Regions from separate parts of the Sus scrofa genome. Here region 2 is linked to region 1. Evidence: chromatin contacts called from public Hi-C data. All regions are on one chromosome and are shown on one strand. Each heading gives the region's core, a stretch centred on a gene start, on an enhancer-like site or on the middle of the called end of the contact. The rest is flanking DNA. Distances are from core to core; before and after follow the strand shown. Region 1 overlaps AKAP6 (A-kinase anchor protein 6). Region 2 holds the start of AKAP6 (A-kinase anchor protein 6).

The links. Hi-C and Micro-C count contacts between places; a contact is called where the count stands out from the background.
Region 2: a Hi-C map of subcutaneous adipose tissue shows a contact between it and region 1, with 1.6 times the contacts expected there. The contact joins the promoter of AKAP6 here to the enhancer-like site in region 1. A contact is called at or near these places in 11 of 47 Hi-C or Micro-C datasets (brain, embryonic fibroblasts, epiblast stem cells and 5 more) and 2 of 2 datasets of contacts at active chromatin or transcription factors (alveolar macrophages and skeletal muscle).

Annotation. Positions count from the first base shown.
Region 1 is chr7:67,425,743-67,429,797 of Sscrofa11.1, forward strand. The region is part of intron 1 of AKAP6 (A-kinase anchor protein 6); the gene reads right to left. Among named protein-coding and RNA genes, the nearest start is that of AKAP6, 34 kb to the right of the region's middle. Within about 2 kb of position 1,874, at least 27 of the 83 cell types and tissues checked have an H3K27ac peak or open chromatin away from gene starts, as enhancers often do. A contact at or near this core is called in fetal skeletal muscle, retroperitoneal adipose tissue and subcutaneous adipose tissue, where this site is marked.
Region 2 is chr7:67,460,087-67,464,141 of Sscrofa11.1, forward strand. AKAP6 (A-kinase anchor protein 6) reads right to left here and starts at 2,061. Exons shown (of 16, transcript XM_021099874.1): 1 at 1,809-2,061.

The sequences.
Region 1 (4,055 bases), core at 624-3,123:
GCATATATTAATTTACTATATCTTTGTTATGCTGTTTTAAAATATATTAGAACAGTCCTACCGGCGACAGTTAAGTCTAAGCTAGACGGCAGGGCACAGTTGCCTCTCCAGAACCCTTTCCTGGGAGGTCCAAATCAACTCCTTGAATGTTTGGATGTTGGACAGAGAGAAGAGTAACCTGGCTGGGAGCCCAGAAATAGACAGCTGGGTTCAACAGCCCTATGGAAGCTGCTTTCTCTAAAGCATATTCCTGGAGAGGCAATATGGTATAATGGTTTCTGCTTAGTTCCCCATTCTGCCACATACTAGTTATATACATCCTGGCAAGTTCTTTTAATCTTTGTAAGCCACTCTATCCTTATCTGAAAAAAATAGGAATACACCTACTTCCTAGGAAAAACATAATATACAGTAAGTGGGTGACATCTGGGTTACCCTTTTATCAACAGAACAATGATTTGAGAAAAGGGAAACAGGGAAGTAATTCTTCATCTATGACTCTGTTCCCCAAATTGTTTAATAGGGGCATTATTACTATAGCCATTTGCTTAAAAAGACAAATGAGATGACAGATGTGAACCCCAATGGGAAAAAAACATAAGATAGTATCATTAACAGACGGCTAAAACCTGAGGAAACTAGGACATGGCTTTGACGTTTGATTGCGCCCTTTGGGGAGTATTATTCCTGAACGCTAACTTTCTGCTTTCTAGTTCTCCTACTATATAGGAAAATTCACATTTTCAATTGCTGTTGAGTTACATACTGAGATTGTAAGATTCAGGTAATGTTGAAATCTCATAAGCTCTTTCGGATAAGAAAAAAAATACAAACAAAAATCGACCAGGTGATAAAAAATGAATCTATCATATGTCCAGATGTTGCTAAGTTAACAAGCAAACCATAGTAAATTTTGATCGAGTGACCTAATTCTATCAGAAATAAGACCTCTTTCCTTTTCACCACACCTTGGGAGGGGGTGGAAGGGCAGGGGAGGGGGTTGATTCAGATTCAAGAGCTAACAGTCCTGCAGCGTTTTGGTTTTGGTAAAGAATTTTTTTTTCTACAGTTTACTGCCTTTTCTTGAAAATAATATACACAAAGTTCTAAATATTTACCAGATGATACAGATCAGCCAGGGTTTTCAGCCAAGTTTCAAACGTTTTATGAAATCACTTCTTGGACATGTTTCTAACAATCTGGCCCATGAAAATTTAACTAGGGAGGACTTTTCCACCTTCTTCACATGGCCTTTAGGTCATAAGCCTCTGTGTGTGTCCCTATGAAATTCATACCCTGCAATCCTGAGTTTTCTTGCTCATTCAGAAGCAGTGGTTATCAACAGATAAATATACAAAAAAAAAGTTTATTCTCTGGGAACATCTATTTCCAATGAAGACACCATGTGCTCTGGCTTCAGTACAAACCTATTTTCCCAGCTTCCACCTACTCAGATCTCAACTATCTGCCCTCTTAGCTAAATATCTTCTCAAAAATAAACCTCAATTCAGGTTTTCCATGCCAGCAATTTTCAATTCAGGTTCCACTGAGCCAGGTACCAAAGCTGTCTCAATCAGAGTAGCCCCACTTGTATTTTTTTCTTTACTCTTTATAATTTTATTTGAATTAAGGCTTTAAAATATTTGGGGGAAAAATCATGCTCTTCTGTAAGTACAACCCTCAATAAAGAAGAAAATAAGTTTCATGACTTCAATTACTACAACCTTTTAACTAATCATAGATATCAAAATGTTTCAAAAGTATTCTAAGCCTCTGAGAAACTTTCAGAAGAAACAAGGAGGCTGGGCCTTCACATCCTGTCAAGTTGCCTTGAGGATCTGGCTGCCAAAAATCTAAGTCTTCCCCTGGGAGTCCCACAGACACATCCTGCCGGGAAGGTCACATTCCATCAAGAACTCCAGAGGAAGAAAATGATCCAAAGGGGTGTGAAACCAGGCCAAGCGTGTACTACAGACAAAAACCCATCTCTTAAAGCAGCGACCCAGTTAGGAGACATTATCCTCATTCTACCACACTATTATTTTTGTGTTTCTATGTGGGTCACAGCACAGAAAAATCTATGGAGAATTTGCTAGGGAAAATGTGGAAGTTACAATGGAGGATCATTGACCCTAGTTCTCTACTGAATTGTCACATGAAGGAAAAGGTGACACCATAGGGAGTAAGTAGCAAACCACATTTGTTTTTAAAGAATTAGAAAACTGACTCACAGCTGCTAACTTTGACTTTTGCCATGCAAATATACATTTAACATGATAACTCTCCTCTCTTACCATCATTTTGTAAAAGGACATTTTAACACCAAAAAGTAAGGAGATTATGATCTCAGAGAAAAGAGGTATATCTTGCCTGAATAGATCAGTTGGCCCTCTTATACTAGAGCACAAGGAAGGGAGCCACCCTGCCCCTTACTTGAACTGAATGTTTTGTTTTGTTTCCACTTTAAACCAGTAAAAAGTACACCAAGGCAATCCCAATCAACAAACTGTGTACCCAGAATAATGAGGCCATAGGATACTGTGGTGCAGGCTCCCAAAGCAGCGTGGACCTGAGCTCAGCAGACTGGTAGGGCAATCCCTGTGAGATGACTCTAGCTGTGAGCCAAGGTGCCCCAACAGAAAACCCAGTGCATCCTGGCATCTTATAAGCTTTGCTGTGTACTCTGCCCAGCCCTGGGAGAGGGATGGAGGGGCCAGGAGTGCACACCCTCTTCCACACTGCAGTCAGCTTTCCAAGCTTGGTAATCCTTTTCCAGCAGATGGCAGAACACACACATAGAAAACTGCAAAGCCACCCAAGGTTTCTGCCTCTGGGTTGGTCCTGGGTACGATTTCTTTGAAAGTCTTGAGAGAAGAAATTTTGCAAATAAAAAGTCCCACACACATTCCACCCCAGCCGTGTTTACACAGTACTTAAGTCCTCACAGAGAGGCTGAAACTCTCTGCAAAGGGAAAGAGTGCAGGGTAAAGAAAGCCTGACCAATAAACTATAAAGATCAGGATCAACATCACAGAGCTGTTAGAGAGCCTAGCAAGGAACTCAGGCATTTTTAAAATTCTAAACCCAATCAAAGCTTTCATTAATCTCCATCACATCTGCTTATAAAGGTATAGTTATGAACTGTCTTTGCTAAAAAAGCCCAAGGATTTTACATTGCCTTTTTCCAAGGAGAAAAGTCACATAGTGTCCAAAGTTACTACGGATAATGGGGTCAGAACAGCCAAGAAAACTAATCTTTGTGTCTCTACTGAAGAGTGTTTTCACAAAAGCAAAATCATGTTTCAAGCTGAAAAAGTATTTCCTAAAATAAATTCTAATTGAATATTTCAGGCACAATAGTAACTAAGTAGGTCACTTGCTCTCCAGGATTCAAAGAATATTGGCTGTGGTACTCCATTTCCATCCTGAACAGGAGAGTTAAAGAGAAACACTCGACACAACCAGAAAATCCTTACCACAAAGCTCTTTATAGCAACAAGCTGCAGCTCAGGGATAGGATCTACAACCATGAGTTTGTACCATGAGTTTTGTAGGTAATTTTCAAAACTCCTTTGAACTCTCAAAAGTACCGGTAATTGAGCGTCCAAAAAAAGTCTGCAACAATCGTATCTGTTCTACCACCCTGCCTTCTTTAGAAATTGGACCCAGGAATATATGCTCTAGAAACATTTTTTAAATAGCCCAGACTTGACTGCCAAATCATGCTCCTTCTCCAGGCTCTCCTCCTTTGTTTTCAGAGTCTAATCTGGTTCTGCCCTCCTCCCCAAACAAGTATCCAGGTTCCTGGGGATGCTCCGTGCCCTGTTCTTTCCTGAATGCTATTTGCCATGCAAAACAGAACGGTAGAGCTAGAAAGGATCTGACAGAGGAACTAATATAGCTGCTTCCGCTGATGAGGAAACCCTGGCTTTACCTCAGGTCACAACTTGCCGGTGCCAGAGTTATCCCCATTCCTCCAGGTCTTATCAGGTTGTTCATTTCACCAGACAGTAAGTGTGGGGCCAAAGTATCTGACTTCATTATTACTCCTCTCA
Region 2 (4,055 bases), core at 811-3,310, 35 kb after region 1:
TAAAGTACATCGCCCCCTAAAAAAGTGATTGGAGACTTAATCTCACTTAACTGTTGATAAGAGCAAGAATTGGTTTCATCAAAATCTAAATATGAGACCTTAAATATTTTCTAGTTTGGCAGAAGCCAACAGTGTTTCAATGCTGCAAATGTGTGGAGTGAAAACATGAGAGTAATTACAAAGGTATAAGGTGAACTGGGTAAATGTACTCAGGGAGCCAGGACCAGGAAAAAAGAAACAGGAAGAAAAATCTAAGGGAACATAGAGACTCGGGAGAAAGAAAAAAAACAAAAAAAAAAACAACCGTGTAACAGAAAGGAGAGAACAGAATAAGGAAATCCAAAATGTTAAATACTTCTGGCAATTGTCCTCCTGGATAAGGGTTTCAATAAATGTACAGCCTTTCAGAAAATATCCAGAAAAGAAACAGGCTGAATTCAATAGTGATGAGGGTGGGTGGAGCTATTTTTCTTATCCAACTGATTATACATTAAAAAAAAAAAAAAAAAAAGTATAGCTAAAGGAGAGCCTAATGAGTGAGGGAGGTGAGGCCTAGAGACCAATTAAGTGGCTCCATAACAGCCTCATACTAGTGAGGACACAGAAACTGGGCTCCAATCTAGCCTAAGAAAGGGAATTTGTTAGCTCATGTAACTAAACTATGGAAAGGATTGAATGATCCAGAAACTCAAAGGAAATCAGACAGTCTTCCTTCATTTCTTTTTCTGGTGTTTCTCTCTCAATTTTCTTCCTTGGGGTACAGAACTTGGACACCAAGGGCCTTGGGTTTACATCCTTAAAGCTCCATGATCCAAGGGTTAAAAACAAACCAACAAACAGAGACCCAGACCCTCTACCTGGCCAAAAGATCCATCAGTATATTCTAAAATCACTAAGTGAAAGATGTACAGGGAAACTTTATAATGGAGGGGTCAGGCTGCTGACCTCGCCTGAACCCACTGGTTCAGCCAGATATTACCTGCATTGAGATGCCATAGAAAGTATACGCCTTAACCAAAAATAAAAAAAATTGAGAAGGGTCTAATTATACTTTACATTTAACTATAAATTTTCAAGAAACATGGTGGATAGAGAAACGAGATCATCAGTCATAAATGAGCCAAAAGCAAGAATCGTGACGTTCCCCGGTGCAAATATCTGGTTTCCCCAATAAATCAATAGCATAAAGAGAAAGAGGGTGGGGAGGGAGGCGTTAAGGGAATTGAGACTTAAGAGGCTCAGCAACCAAATACAATGTGGAAAGACAGAACCTTGACTGTGAGGGAGGTGGGGTTTAGAGACCTCCATTAAGTGGCTTTCTAAGAGCCTCATAGCAGTGAAGACACAAACCAGTCTAGATCTCTATAACAAACCAACAATAAAAGGCATCTTTCAAACAATCAAGGAAATTTGAACGTGATAGGTTCCTAGGGTGTTGGCAGATGTGACTCTTGCGATTGAGCAACACTGGACAAGAACGAAAGAAAAGCGGCTGACCAGGGATGACTTATTTCCTGCTAACGTCAATCCCTGTCCTTGACAGAATGGTTGCATTCACTCATTTGACTTCAACTAAGTCAAGTCTGAAATAAAGTCCTTTGCCACATCCCCGCCCCTTCTTCCTGCCACCAGGCCTTTATAAGCCGAAAGCCTCACGGTCGCTGCTGAGGCCATCCTGAGCTCAGCCCATACGTTTCAGAAGCCTCTCTTGCTTTACTTACTTGGCTGTATGCAGTTCCTCCCTCCGCAAACCTTACAGAGCCTTACAGAACCCACAGAGTGCATATTATGGAATATTCAAGAATTACCTTAACTTTTCTAGATGTGTAATGGCTGGGTGATTACTTTTTTTTCCCCCAAATTCTCATCAAAGGAAGTTTAAGTGAGAAACGAAGTGAGTGAGGCGGCCCGCTTTATACCGCTGCCGCCTCGCCGACAGACAGCTCGCGCTCCGCTCGCTCGCCCGATCCTCGAGGGCGCAGAGCCCAGAGCCGTCAGCCGCGCTCGCCGCACCCAGCATGCTCCGCGGACCGAGCGCCTCAGCAGGAGGACCCACCGCCCGCACCTAGAGCCCCGGACGCGGCCCTTTACCCAAGGTGCCTCGGGCGCTCATTTGCATGGCCCACAGACATGTGAAGCCGACAGATCGCCGCGGTCTAGCGATCGTGGCACCAAACGTGCGAGCTTCGTGAGTGGGTCCGCGACGTCAAATATCTCTAAATGTCCCGCGGTCGCCGGGAAGAGGCGCAGCTTGGTCACCGTAAGTGTGATAGCAGAGATATCGCCGTGCCTTATATAGCCTGTGGACAGAGGCTGAATCGTGCTCGCTTCGGCAGCACATATACTAAAATTGGAACGATACAGAGAAGATTAGCATGGCCCCTGCGCAAGGATGACACGCAAATTCGTGAAGCGTTCCATATTTTGCGCGGTCTAAACAGCCTTAGCCTTTTGAAAGCTCCAAAAGCACGTCTGGCACTCAGTCCTGAAATTGTGATTTATTTTCAGTATAAAAGTGTTCGTATAATGCAATCTATGAAATGAGAATGAAGCTGAGTTACATCTGGAAATTAATGTCCAAAGGAAACACCGTGAGTCAAAAGCAAAACGTCTGGCACTCAATACTGAAATTGTGATTTATTTTCACTATAAAAATATTCATATGAGGCAATTTATTAAATGAGAATGAAGCTGAGTTGCACATGGAAATTTATGTCCAAATATGCCTTCTTTTCACATCTCGGAAATGAGGGAAATATCAACTTGCATCCCTTTCATAGAACTTAAAAGTTCTGAAATCGACTTATTCATGGTCTTATCTCCTCCAACCATACAAAAGCAAGAGACCCAAGTGGGTTCGCCTCTTGTTCAAGACTGCCTGACATGAATTACTGGATGAGTCCTCAACAAATCATTTCTAAATTATTAAATTACTGAATTATCGCTAAGTTACTGAATCCTGCTAAAGGAAGTAAAGAACATTAGCGCACATTTCTGGGACCTACTTTGTTACATTCCTTGGTCGTGTTGGACTAGAGTGCGTAAATTCTCGCTCAGATTGTGAGCTGGACCAAAGCAGCGACTGTTATCGGATCAGATCAACGCTGGCCAGTGCATGTGGATCCTAGAGCTCCAGATTCAGTTAAAAACTGACGCAGCAAGCTCATTCGTATCTGCTTTCCGTAGTCTGAGACAGATCTTGTGGGCCTGTTCTTATTTGGCTTCTAAGGGGCACTCAAAATGCCTCTTTACCTAAATCGGGTGGATTCCGTCACAGGAAATTTGAAAGTTCATTACCCAAACCAAAAGCAGATTTTTTTAACCAATGAAAACAAGCATTCGACTACAGACACTACGATTACCCAAGTAACTTATAGAAACATGACCGGTGGGCCATGGAAATGCCAGGGTAGCAGTCGAGCTAGACTGCGGTGGAAGAGTCTCGCCAGAGTCCTCAAGGCGCAAAAGGAGAGCAGGTCTCTTAAACTAATCTCAAAACCCCACCTCTCCCCAGCAAAGGGGGCAGGGCGCAAAATATGGAACGCTTCACGAATTTGCGTGTCATCCTTGCGCAGGGGCCATGCTAATCTTCTCTGTATCGTTCCAATTTTAGTATATGTGCTGCCGAAGCGAGCACGATTCAGCCTCTGTCCACAGGCTATATAAGGCACGGCGATATCTCTGCTATCACACTTACGGTGACCAAGCTGCGCCTCTTCCCGGCGACCGCGGGACATTTAGAGATATTTGACGTCGCGGACCCACTCACGAAGCTCGCACGTTTGGTGCCACGATCGCTAGACCGCGGCGATCTGTCGGCTTCACATGTCTGTGGGCCATGCAAATGAGCGCCCGAGGCACCTTGGGTAAAGGGCCGCGTCCGGGGCTCTAGGTGCGGGCGGTGGGTCCTCCTGCTGAGGCGCTCGGTCCGCGGAGCATGCTGGGTGCGGCGAGCGCGGCTGACGGCTCTGGGCTCTGCGCCCTCGAGGATCGGGCGAGCGAGCGGAGCGCGAGCTGTCTGTCGGCGAGGCGGCAGTGGTGCGGTCTTGGCGGCC